Linked DNA regions of Arachis hypogaea: region 1 is linked to region 2. The links are chromatin contacts, called in public Hi-C maps. All regions are on one chromosome and are shown on one strand. The core of a region is the stretch at or near the end of the contact, and the rest is flanking DNA. Distances in the headings are between cores, read along the strand shown.

Region 1 (6,362 bases), core at 3,597-6,096, 39 kb after region 2:
CTTCTAAAACCTTCTAACCAACCACGTCCCAATATTCTTTGAAGAAAAATGCTTGAAAACCATAAGGACTTAGGGCTTTAATGGGGCTCATGCTATCAATAGTTCCTTTGATCTCCAACTGAAAAATATGTTTGTGAGAAAGACACAAGCATCATGTCTTAAGCATCGAAAAAACTCATTTATATAGTAAATATCAACCTGTTATGTAGTGTCAAAGAGATTCTTGTAAAACTTTAGCACTTCGTGTTGTAAGATCTCAGGGACATTCGACCAACACCCATCACCAATCAATAGGCCATGAACCTTATTTGCATTCCTTTTGATGATCATTTACATATGAAAAATTTTTGTATTCTGATTACCATATTGAACCACTACTTTCTAGATTTTTGGTATCACAGCATCTCCTTTAGAGCCAAGAAAATATAATAGTTAGCCTTGATCTATTCTTCTTTCTCCCTCAGATTTGGGTCATTATAGCCCTCCAATTATTTTTTAATCTTATTTGGTCAAACTTTCAAATCTCTCCTCTTGATAAAAATATTACTAAAAGTTTTGGAGTTGAAATGTAAAGAAGTTTTTTTAACTTTAAAGAGCCTTCTATGAATGCACCATTCAAAACAGCTCAAATATTTATGCACTAGAGCTCTATAGTCAGAATCATAGTTATCAAACTCAGATTGGACCAGTCGGTTCAACTAAAAATCTAGTGAATTGGATCTTACATCGATCCGGATTAAGAATCTAACTATTTTCATAATAAACCTATAGAAAACCAGTCTAACCCGCTTTAAATCAGTCAACTCAGCTTGAACTGGACCTGTTGACCTATCGAGTTAACATCTCCAGCACGCCTCCATGGTGCACTAACGGTGCACTAAATCACGATAGGAGACAATTTTTTGGAATAATCCAAAAATGGCACAAATGAAGCTCAAACTTGGGAGCTTCAAAAAGCATTCACTTCAGTTTTCCACTAGGCGAGCTTGTCATTCAATATGTTTAATGCTAATAATTGTATATATTATGAAAACCTTATTTTTTTTGTTTTATCCTACTAAAGAGTAAAGACTAATAATTATATATATCATATTAAAGCAATTATATTTAAATTAAAGCAATAAAATTTAAACAATATATATTATTTTTATTCTTCAATAATAATAGTGTATTTATTTATTTTTATAATTTAATTTTGATATATTAACAATATATAATATTTTACATAGTTGTCCAATCACATCCGTTCTTTTGAATAACCATTTATGCGGTCAATATAAAAGATAACTACTTTTGCTGACATGGTATTACATAATTGGATATAATGTATCAAAGTTAAATTCATACTTTTATTTAATTATTAACAGGTCAAACGGTTCGACTAATGATCCACCAGTTGAACCATTAATCCAGTAATCCAGTAACTTATCCACACCCTTATAAGGTATGCTTCGTTCCCCTCTCCAACCGATGTGACTCACTCGTCAAAACGCGTCATGCTAGGGAGAGATATCCACACCCTTATAAGGTATGCTTCGTTTCCCTCTCCAACCGATGTGGGACCTTACAATCTATCCTACTAAGGGAGCCCAGTGCCCTTGCTGGCACATCGATCCGGACTCCAGCTCTGATACCATATGTAACAGCTCAGACCACCCGCTAGCACGATATTGTTCGTTTTGGCACACAAGGCCTCACGGTTTTGCCTTTGATGATAGGGATGATAGCCGAAACCCCCCAACTCACTCGTCAAAACGTGTCATACTAAGGAGAGGTATCCACACCCTTATAAGGTATGCTTCGTTCCCCTCTCCAACCGATGTGGAACCTTACAAAGTACCATGGAAAGTACAAAGAGTTTGGAAAAGATTACAATTGGTTGATTCAGATTATCCATCGGCAAAGGAAGGTACTTAGGAGATTAGGAGATATAACAGACCTCATACATACTTGGTAATAAATGTATTGAGTAATGTATGTTCGAGCATACACCCTAACAGTATCCTCACTCGCATCGGGAGGGAGCATTGCAAACCCCTCCTAAAACCACATGTATGCAATAGTGAACTTGTCGATGTACGCTACAAGAGGAAGTTCTCCAAAAAACTTTTAGAACCGAACCCAAGCTAGTCTCCCACCAGGAATATGCTGTTCAAATCTGTAAAACACCCACTAACATAATTATCTTCAATCAGAAGCCCAAGTTGGTAGGCCACATCCTGTAATGTAATAGTGCATTCACTGAACAGCATATGGAACATATGCATCTCAAGACACTACAACTCAATAAATATACTAATCAGGGGGCTTATCAAGCTTGAACTAATGATCGTTGAGCCTAACTAGGTAGTACAATTCTACAGCCTCCAAGTAGAGAATGAGGCGGTCATGAAGAGTCATACTCTACTACTTTCTAATGGTCTTAATACAACGAGTCATCTATAACACACAATTATTATGCGATCAATATCTCATACATAACTAACTACAACAAGCATTCAAACCATAATAAATTATTGCATTCAACCGCTAAATTTAAAAACAAATCTAATTCGATAAATACTAACTTAACTATAAGTCCTAATTCAAAGTATACATCATCTATACCAACTCTAAACTAACACAAATTCACCCTTGTATATGTTATCTATCCTAACTGATAGCTTTCTACAATATAGACCACAAATCCTACTCTATCCAACTTTATTTATATCATTAACATTATCACAATCATCCTAAAATTAATATGCTAGCAATTAACTTTTAATCTAATATGATAAAACTACGAATTTTAAACACTAACGTATTTATGTATATGTCCAACAATATGAGTAAGACTATCCAATTGATAGAAACAATCCATTTTGTCCCTATCTTTCATCACTGATACTTCACTCGTCGGATATTCATGATCCTCGTCGGATTCTCTCAAGAAAAGAAGTGTAGTATGGAGAATGATAAATCGGAGTGAGTAAAAACGAATTTTATAACGTCTTCTCATAGAAAATTATATTAACATAGATTGATTTATATAGCCGTTGGGAGTCCTAGAAAATGGTTTAACATATATTGATTTATATAATCGTTGGAAGCCTGGATTACTATATTTTTCGATTATCCTAGTAAATTGGTTTAAGATAAATTAATTTACTATACAAAGTTGCTTTTCTACTAAATCAATTTATGATAGAATGATTTAAGGGGATATACTAAATCAATTTAACTTAAACTGATTTACTAGACTTCTCTAGTAAATCGTTTTAAGTTAGATCGATTTATATAAAGAGAATTTTAAAATGAAAATTAAAATTGGACAATCGATAATATTGACTCTCAATCATTTTAAAAGGGTGATTTACCCTAAAATTAAATTCTAAAAAGATACAAATAATATAAATATTAAATAACTAATTTATTATCTACATATTTTTTTATAAGTATGTTATTTTATGACGATGATGTTGGGATTTGTCAAATTGCAAGTTCTCACCCAAAATAGAATTACATCTCTCTTTTGCCATTTGAGAGATTGTGATCTCATGCAAAAAGGAATTCCAAGTAGCCAAGTCCCTCCAAATTAGAACGCTTACCTTCAATTCAATAATTCTCCCCTAGTTGTCATTTTGCAGACACAAACACGCTAACGGAATCATAATACCTAACACACCTAAGTCTCTTTACGTCTAATGATTGACCAATTTGCTTTTTAAACCCTAAATCCCTAACTTAGTCTCTAATAATAACATTCTTATTAAGATAGATATTGATATCTAGCAAATATAGCATTGCTCTCGTGATCTCTTTACAAAATTTAACATTCTTAATGAAGACATTAATATCTAGCAAAAGCATTGCTCTCGTGATCTCTTATATATAATTGTACAAGATAGAAATCCATATAGCCTCTATTTTCTAATTGATTTTAGAGATGCTCACATATTTTAGTGGATATTTAAAATTTAATTCTGTTAAAAAATTAGAATTAAACAACTAATAATGCGTTATTGATATAGAAGAGTGAGGGTTAGTAGGTACTTAATAAAATTAGACCAAAAATTAGTGATAATTGCTCGGTGTCTAAAAAATAATTTTTAACTTGACAAAAAATAAAAAATTAATAATTAATTTAAAAAATATATAAATAAATATTTTTTAATATTTAAAATTTATTATAAAAAATAAATTAGACAAAAATTAGATACTAAATAATAAGCATCATAGAATTAGTCTTCTACTTTTATCATGCAAAACTTTTTTAAACTTAGAGGAGTTTAATTTTGATTATGTTAATATAGAATATTTTTTATAGGTATCCAATCATATTTATTTTTTTGAGTAACTTTTTTTGTTGTTAATATAAAAGATAATTATTTTTTTAGGTGAAAACTCAGGTGCAGTCAACTTCACGTGAAGTTGATATTGAGAGTTGTTCGATGATTTGACTGATTTTACTAAATTTTCATTTAACGACTTTCAGATATCAACTTCATGTGAAGTCGACTTCACTTGAAAAAATTTTCATTTAACGGCTTTTAGATATCAACTTCACGTGACGTGAAGTCGACTTCACTTGAAAAATTTTCATTTAACGGCTTTTAGATATCAACTTCACGTAAAGTCGACTTTACCTGAATTTTTACCTTTTTTTTATGTAACATTACCTAATTAAGTGTATGTATAAAAAAAATCTACAATAATAGTATATCAAAATTAAATTTAGCTTAAAATGTTAAAATAAAAAAGAAATATGTGTATATCTTATACTTTTTTTTGACCCGGTATGTTAATTTAGAAAAATATGATACAAAATAAAATTTTTGATAAATTAGAAAAAAAGTAATGATTATTAAATCCGTAACTATATTTCATTATTTTAATTTAATTTAAGAGGGAATTAATTCCTGAATTTATCAAACAATTTTGTCTAACTTAAGGAAGAGAAAGTTTTGATCGGTTACATTGATAGTCCATTGTTGCACAGTGGCAATAAGGTAATTATGAGTAGTAACTTTGTTTGTTGCGGTAATTTGGTTAACTTTGTTGCGGTAATTTAACCGGTGTTGAAGGAGACAGTTTTCTCTCTTGGTCCCCTCTGTGTGTTGGTCTTGTTCATCCGGATCCGGAAATAAAAGCCCCTCCCAAATCCCCATTCTTGAAAATCATAAACACAATAAATAATAAAGAATAATGTCATCGCCATTCCCTTCCTGCTTTCGGCCATCCCACACCCGCCGTAATTGTCCTCCATTACCGGCGCCACCAGGCTCCTCCAACCCCAACCTGACCACATACCTGTACCACACCGACACGGGCCTCGTGACTCTAACATGGTCACGCTCTATCTTAGGCCGCTCCCTCCACGTCCAGGTCCACAACCACAACCCCTTCGATTCCCCTTCTTCTTCTTCTTCTTCTTCTCCTTCTTCTTCCTCCTTTCAACTTCACATAAAGCCCTTCATATTCTGGAAGAAGCACGGATCCAAAACCCTCTCTTCCACCACGCGACTCTTCTGGAACCTCTCCAAGGCCAAGTTCTCTTCCTCCTTCTCCCCGGAACCCCACTCCTCCTTCTACCTCGCGCTCGTCGTCCACAACCGCATCGTTCTCCTCCTCGGCGATTCCCCCAAAGACGCCTACTCCAAGTCCAAGGCTCTCCACGCTAACAACCCCCACTCCCTCCTCCTCAAGAAGGAACACGTCTTTGCCGACACCGTTTACTCCACCACCGCCATTTTCGGCGGCAAGACCCGCCGTATTCAAATCGACTGCGGCTCCTCCAGGGATAACGACTCTGCCTCCTCCAAGCTCTCTTTCTCCGTCGACGGCGACAGGGTGCTGCAGATAAAGCGCCTCAAGTGGAAGTTCAGGGGCAATGAGAGAGTTGAAATCGACGGCGTTCCGGTTCAGATCTCGTGGGACGTGTACAACTGGCTCTTCGACAAGGATAGTAACGGCGATGGGCACGCCATTTTCATGTTCAAGTTCGAGGCGGATGAACATGGCGTGGACAGGAACGTCGTGAATCCATGGGCGCAGCAGAACTGGAACTTGGGTTTGAGTGGCTCCTGCGACTGGGCCAAGATGTCGTCTTCTTCCGTCTCGGTGGGTTCCTCCGCCGGGTCATTCGGCGGAAGCTCCTCCGTGTTGGAATGGTCCAGTGTGGAGGAGAACGAGTTGGTAGATCCCGTTGGCTTCTCACTCATTGTTTATGCATGGAAGCGCTGATTCCTCTTCTTACATTGGATTCTACTATTACTACGTTAATTTCTATGCTAACTGCTTAGAATTTTAGGCATTTTAGATTACATTTTTTTTTTCTTTTTTCCTCCTTCCCTTGTTGTTGTCAAACGTCAATGATGCGG
Region 2 (6,784 bases), core at 3,206-5,705:
GAGATGTGTCAGGTTGGCATTTTGAACCGACAAGTGATATCAAGAGCCAAATAGAATAGACATTAATCATATGCATCTTTTTATATGCTTGTTTGCTTTGATTACTTTAGTTATGCCTAATTGAATAATATGTCTAAATGCTAGATGATTTACCTGTTATACATGAATATTATTTGTGCTTTACTTGTTTGCATTAAATGTGTTTTATTGGCGTTGAGGAAGATAAGAAGGCGGTGGCGATGGGATCGTAGCGGAGGTTAGGTTGGTGAAGGCTGCGGGATACGGTGGTGTGATTAGTATTAGTTAGAAATCCTCTAAGTTTATATAACCCTGTTTATGGTTTATGGTTTAAGTTATTTATTTTGTTAAGCTTGAATATCCGTATTCGATGTGAAGGTCTAGGATTGTCTTTGGCGTCCTGAAACCTTACATCTTATATATTGGGCACTGTTACCGTATTGAGATCCTCTGGCTCTCATACTATATGTTGTTATTATTTTTCAGATGCAGGTCGTAACACACATCGGTGAGTTGCGAAATGGTAACGGAGCGGAGAATCTTTTATCACCTTTTGTAGTTTGATATGTTCGATGTAGTTACTCTCTTATCGTTTGTATTTTTATAACTTTGTTGCCTTAGAGGCTTTATTTCTGAAAACTTTGAGAGATAGGTTGTTGCTATTTTAAAACTTTAAAAGTCTGTTGTATTCAGTTTGACTAGCCAGCCTGAATTCCGCAGGCTGTGACTAGTTCTCTTTTTGTATATCATACTTATATATATCTTGCTTAATTTAATTATTACCTTATGTGACTTTGAACTTTACTCCTTCATTGGGCTTCTAGTTATATAAACTCTTGGATATATATTATATATTATCAGCTTTAGAATTATCGTGACACTTTGTTATCCTCTGCTTTACAGCTAGAGGTAAGGTTTAGGGTAAAGGGGTGTTACACACTAACCTTAAAGTGTGAAGACAAAAAAAAGAGCGAGAAAAGCAGGCAGAAAGCATGAACAGCAAATGGTAGAAGCAGAATTTGCAAAAATGAGTAAAGTTTTGAGAATTCGAAAGAAGAAGAAGATGAGAAAATAAAGTAGAACAAATATTTATAGGCTACTGAAAGTAGAGGTATTGAGATAAATTCATCGATATTTTAAATAGTTTTAAATGTAGGCACAATAAACCGATAGAAACTGCGTGGGAGATATTAAAGCAAAACGCGTCTCTTCAAAATCACGTCGAGTCTGAGCCCGACCATAACATTGATGTTTCAACTTCACCAAACGGTTGACTATTTGACTGATTTATTACCTGAGTTTCGACCAGAGAATCAGAACTCGGGTAGGAACAGTGTTTAAGCTTGCGTGTCATAAGCCTATTCTACTCTTCCTTTTTAACATACAAGCTATGCCCAAAATTGGGTCTGTCAAAGTTGGCGCAATTATCACTACAAAAGACCTGATTCATCTAAGTCGAATAGGCTTAGATACGGGTCTCCAAAACCCATACTCGATCCGACTTGGGGAGCAAGTTTAACGCTCTCCCCCGTTCCCCCTCCCCCCCCCCCCCCCCACTATTTCAGAACATGGGGATTATCTCCCACACTATAAGGGAAGTAACTGTCTATGATCTTCAGGAGTCATTTACAAGAAAGGACAAGTCCTACTTTCTTACTATATAAATACCCACCATATAGATTTTTTTTCCAGGTCAATTTCACTTAAAATTTGCTTAAACTTTTATAACTTAAGCATCAGAATTTTTTGCAGGTACTCCTACAACCATCCAGGCAAAGACATCAGACCAACCATCATACCGGAATTTCGGAATTCAAGTCGAAACCCTTACAAAAAGATATTTGGACTTCACGTTTAAATCCCAAATTCATCTGAGTTTCGGATAACACATCAGAACACATATATTATTAAGATTTATATTTAAGAGTTTATGATTTAGGGTTTAAAATTAAATATAAATAAAATAATTTTAAAAGAATTGATTGATATTGACTGAAAAAATTAGTTCCATGACATTATTTTTTTTATAGAATTTAACATGAAATGTTGTATTAGTTTGTATTTAAATTAATTTTTGTAAATAGATATTAGAGTTAATATGTTTTTGCATAATTAATTTTGATTAAAATTTGATTGATGTAAATATAATTTGTGTTTGAATACTTTTTTATCAAATGAAATTTTAAAAAATAAATTGTTTGAATGATGTTACTCAAATTAATGTTGAGATGTATGATTCAGTTATATAGACAAGTCTCTCAAGTTTGATATATGTCATTGTAGTCCATAATTTTTAGAAATTGCACTGTTATCCGAATAGAAATAAGAAAATACAAACCAACCCATCAAACTTGAAAATTTACTTGGGCCTTAGTATTTTAGTTATTTAACTAGCTCCCAACAAAACACTTAATTATACAATTGTACTCTAACAGCAGGGAAACAAAATTATTTCAGAGGCCTGAACTTATAAATTTTATAGAAAATCCTCGTTCTACTAGGTTTTCATGATGACCATAAAGTTTCGATTTCCATCTTTAAATTTATCACCTTTCTATGTTTTTTTTTTTAGTATTTTTTATTTTGACAAGGCTAATAATTAATTTGTTGCATATTAGAACTCTGTTTTTTTTTTCTTGGTTTTTGTAAGAGCTTCGTTTAAGGACAAAAAATTGATTAAAAGCCTCTACCAAATTGATGAATTTAACCCTTACAATAGCAAAGAGGGAAGTGAGGACTACAACGATACAATTAGGGATGAGAAAAGGCCAGTGACTTGCTAGGGACATGTAGTTAGGGTGAACGCGGATCGGATCTAATATTCGTAGTTTTTAAGATTGGATTCGATCTGCACATTTGTGAATCGGATCGGATTGGATATCGGATATATCCGCAAAGTACAAAAATATTTTTAAAAGTTTATTTTTATTAAAAAATATCAATAAAATTTATTTTTTCTATTCTTTTAAATAAATTGATTTTTAAAATAATATTAAACATACTTTTCATAAATAATAAATTTAAAGTAATACAACATATATGATAATTATTAGTTGAAATAAAACATAAAAAGAATATTTACTTATTTATTTCTTTATTTTTGCGGATACGTAGATATGCGGATACCAACACAAAATCCGCAATCCGATCCGATTAGTGTGTGGATCCGATCCGATCCGAAAGCCCTGCAGATCAGATCCATATCCGCAATTTTCGGATTGGATTCGGATAAACACCGCGGATATGCGGATCGGATCCGATCCATGAACACTTGTACCTGTAGCCTGGTCTGTGTTTAGCCTGACCTGTTATAAAATAGGCACGTGCTCAAGTTCTTGTAAAAGCCTGAATATATCAATAGGTTAAGTTCGGACTCACTAATTAGTTTTATTGACCTATCAGGCCTGCTTGAGCCTATTAAAACATAATTAAATATATAAATAATTTTTTTATTATTAACAAAATTATGAGATATTTTAAATTTATTATATTTTATTATAAATACTTTTGTATGTTTTAAATATTTTAAAAGTTTAAAATTTTTTATAAATTTAAATATGACATATTATATATAAATATTTTTATTTAAAAATAATTTTTTTTAAATAATATTTTATTTTTATTAAAAATATTATCAAGCCTTTTAACAAGCTTCAGGTCAGGCTTAGTACTTTAAAAAAGCCTATAGTTACATGACAGATCAGACCTGTTAAGAAAAAAACATGGCTTGGCTGGTCTGGCTGGCTTGTTTTCACTCCTAAGTATTAATAAGGGTGGAAAAAGACCAAATGACTTGTTAGGGACCTGTAGCTTGACACGTGTTTAGTCTGGTCTGGTCTATTATAAAATAGGCACAAGGTCGGATTCTTATAAAAAGCTTAATATATTAATAGATTAGACCCAGATTTACTAATTAGTCTTATTAACTTGTCAGACCTCTTTGGTCCTATTAAAATATAATTAAATATATAAATAATTTTTTTATTATTAATAAAATTATAAGATATTTTAAATTTATTATATTTTATTATAAATATTTAAATATTTAAAAAATTTATAATTATTAAATATGATATATTATATATAAATATTTTTATTAAAATATAATTTTTTAAAATAATATTTTTATTTTTATAAAAAAATTTATTAGACCAGATTGACAAATCAGATTTAATATTTTAAAAAAAATTATAATAGAGTGCAGATCAAATTGAACTATCGAAGCCAATTAACCACATGACAGGATGGTTAAGAACAAAGGCTGGCGGCTGGCCTAGTCTGTACAGAGAATCCCTCTTTCTGGGCCAAATATAGGGCTTGGTCGAGCACTCTAAAGTTCATTCTTTTTTTTTCTTTTTTGCAGTATGGGCCTTTAAGAATATCTACACGACCAAAAGAGGGGAAAAAACACACTGACACACCTACCCGAAGCCCCTAGGAGAAAACCCATTAACATAGTTACATAACTGCCACGCTGTGTCTCTAATCTTCCCATACCCAAAAAAAAGGTCTTCTAAACTTGTAAATTTATTTAAGAATGCACCAAGCTTCATGGGAGTTAATGATTAATTTTATGTTGAGAGAATATAAAATGTTAATAATTTCATTGACATATTCTTTTGGGTCTTAGTACACAACACACCCACAAGTGTGCCACTGAACCAGGCGTCCAACCACAATTTCATTGACCTTAAGAATTGTAGAATTAATTCATGAGGTACCCAAATGATGGCACTTTGGACAACCCACATGGGTTTGGGACCACAATTTTCTTACCCCAATGTGCCAAGCCCGTTAGATTTAACACTACAAGATGCCGCAACTCATAAATACTGTTCAGTGTTCACCATAAACGTTTGATATAAACCCAAAAGGTTGTTACTCATGCTCACATGTGACCTTGACCATACGACCAAAAACATATTCAGTGGCACGTGTAGTCTTCTCGATGACCGGTTAAAAAGATGTTTAGAATATTCCAATTCATAATGTCTAGGTTCTTAAATCCTAGCATTAAACTAAGGTGGCACATGAATCAGATAATATATATAGTACTTATTCACATTTGATCGAAATTTTATGGATATTATCCGATCTACAGAGTTATTGGATCCGATCAAATCTGATCCGCACTATAGTAGGATCGGATTGTGGATTTGACAGTGATATCCGCAGATCCGATTCGCAAATCCACATATCTGCACGTCTCTTATAAATAGCATAGTTTAAGAAAATAAATCATAATGTGATATAAATTTTAGTGTGTTGTTTTATTACATCTTGTTTTTAATTTTTTATGTTGTATTTCAACTTAGAATAATTAAACTTAGATCTTGTATTATTATTTTTTTGTTATTCAAAAAAACTTTTATTGATAATATTTTAAGAGTAAATAGGCTTAAACAGGTGAAAAAATAAATTTTCTGAACATTTTATTGTAAAAACAATCAAACATAATCCTAAAATATTTTTTTTGAATTATACGAATATATCCGATATTTGATCCGATCTGATTCACATGTATGCGGATAAAATCGGATTGAATCCGACCTGAAAAAATACGAATATCATATCCGATCCGATCCGATGAATGCAGTGCAGATCGAATAGAATTATAAGCTATATCCGATTCGATCTGATCCGCGTGCAGCCCTACATTAAACTTCACTATGATGGGGCCTGAAATTGCTGTTACTTTGTTATGGTAATTATTGGTCTATTAATCCTAAACCCACCCTAACAACGATGCTTAAATGTTGGGTAGTACTTTATTAAGTACTTGTTTCACTGTAGTAATTAACGATAATAGTAGCTTAATTTCATTAGTTGCAGCGTTCAATTAAAGGACCTTGCTTGCTTCTCAATATATCCTCCACTATCACATGAACGTAAACATGTGTCCCAAAATTTGAGATATATTTATAATTAATTTTCTAGTATTTAGTGTTTTAATTACTGATTAATCAAATTAATCACGACGTATAGAGCCCGTTTGGAGAACTGAGACGCGTGGTCAACTAATTAATCAGGTCAAACAAGGTACTCACTCATCAGCATGCACTTCCAATTCGTATAAACCATTAAATTAAACAACTCCTCATGCGTTTACTTTGACCACTATTAGTCCTCTCTCTCTCTCTGTTTACTGTATATAATAAATTATGCTAAATAACCAATAATTTTTTTGAATCATATGAATAATTATCAATCAAATTAAAATATATTACATATTTAAATTATCCATTTAAATCTTAATATTAAAATAATTATTTACACACTTAGTAAAATAAACATCTAATATATCTATTATTCACACTGTTTAGTATTTTCATTGTGTACTTATATTTTTTCCTATATAATAACGAGTACGTGAAAAGACTAATCTCTACTCCAATATATAAAGGTGTACGTGGTGCTCACTCACATAATATAGCAGATGGAAAATGTTTTTCAAATTTGAAGAACGAGAGTTAATTAGTAAGCTATTATATGTCATTATCGTCTATGCTTGAGAATAAATTACACGCCCATCAATTTTCGACTCGTTATTGAAGAGCTTTCCACGATGAATTTTCGTGGCCCAATTGTAGTTTAGAGTCACCAGCCACTTCAAAATTTACGTGCTTTATAAAAAAAAATTTGAACGACAAATCACATTCTCAACAAAATATATGTCGAAAGAAATGTTTTAAGGTATAATACTTACGGTTTTCTTTATTATTATTTGATTTTAAATTATTGCTTTGAAAGTTGCATTCTATGCGCG

What was found. A called contact is a pair of places that touch in the nucleus more often than the background predicts.
Region 1: a contact with region 2 is called in a Hi-C map of an unstated tissue, with 3 times the contacts expected there. The contact joins the promoter of LOC112715958 here to the enhancer-like site in region 2. A contact is called at or near these places in 4 of 8 Hi-C or Micro-C datasets (leaf and an unstated tissue).

What each region holds. Positions count from the first base shown.
Region 1 is chr10:93,388,622-93,394,983 of arahy.Tifrunner.gnm2.J5K5, forward strand. It overlaps LOC112715958, which reads left to right and starts at 4,847. Exons shown (of 1, transcript XM_025767802.3): 1 at 4,847-6,362. The coding sequence starts at 5,188. The coding sequence ends at 6,225.
Region 2 is chr10:93,350,341-93,357,124 of arahy.Tifrunner.gnm2.J5K5, forward strand. No RefSeq gene overlaps it. Among protein-coding and RNA genes, the nearest start is that of LOC112718620, 11 kb to the left of the region's middle. Within about 2 kb of position 4,456, at least 3 of the 3 cell types and tissues checked have open chromatin away from gene starts, as enhancers often do.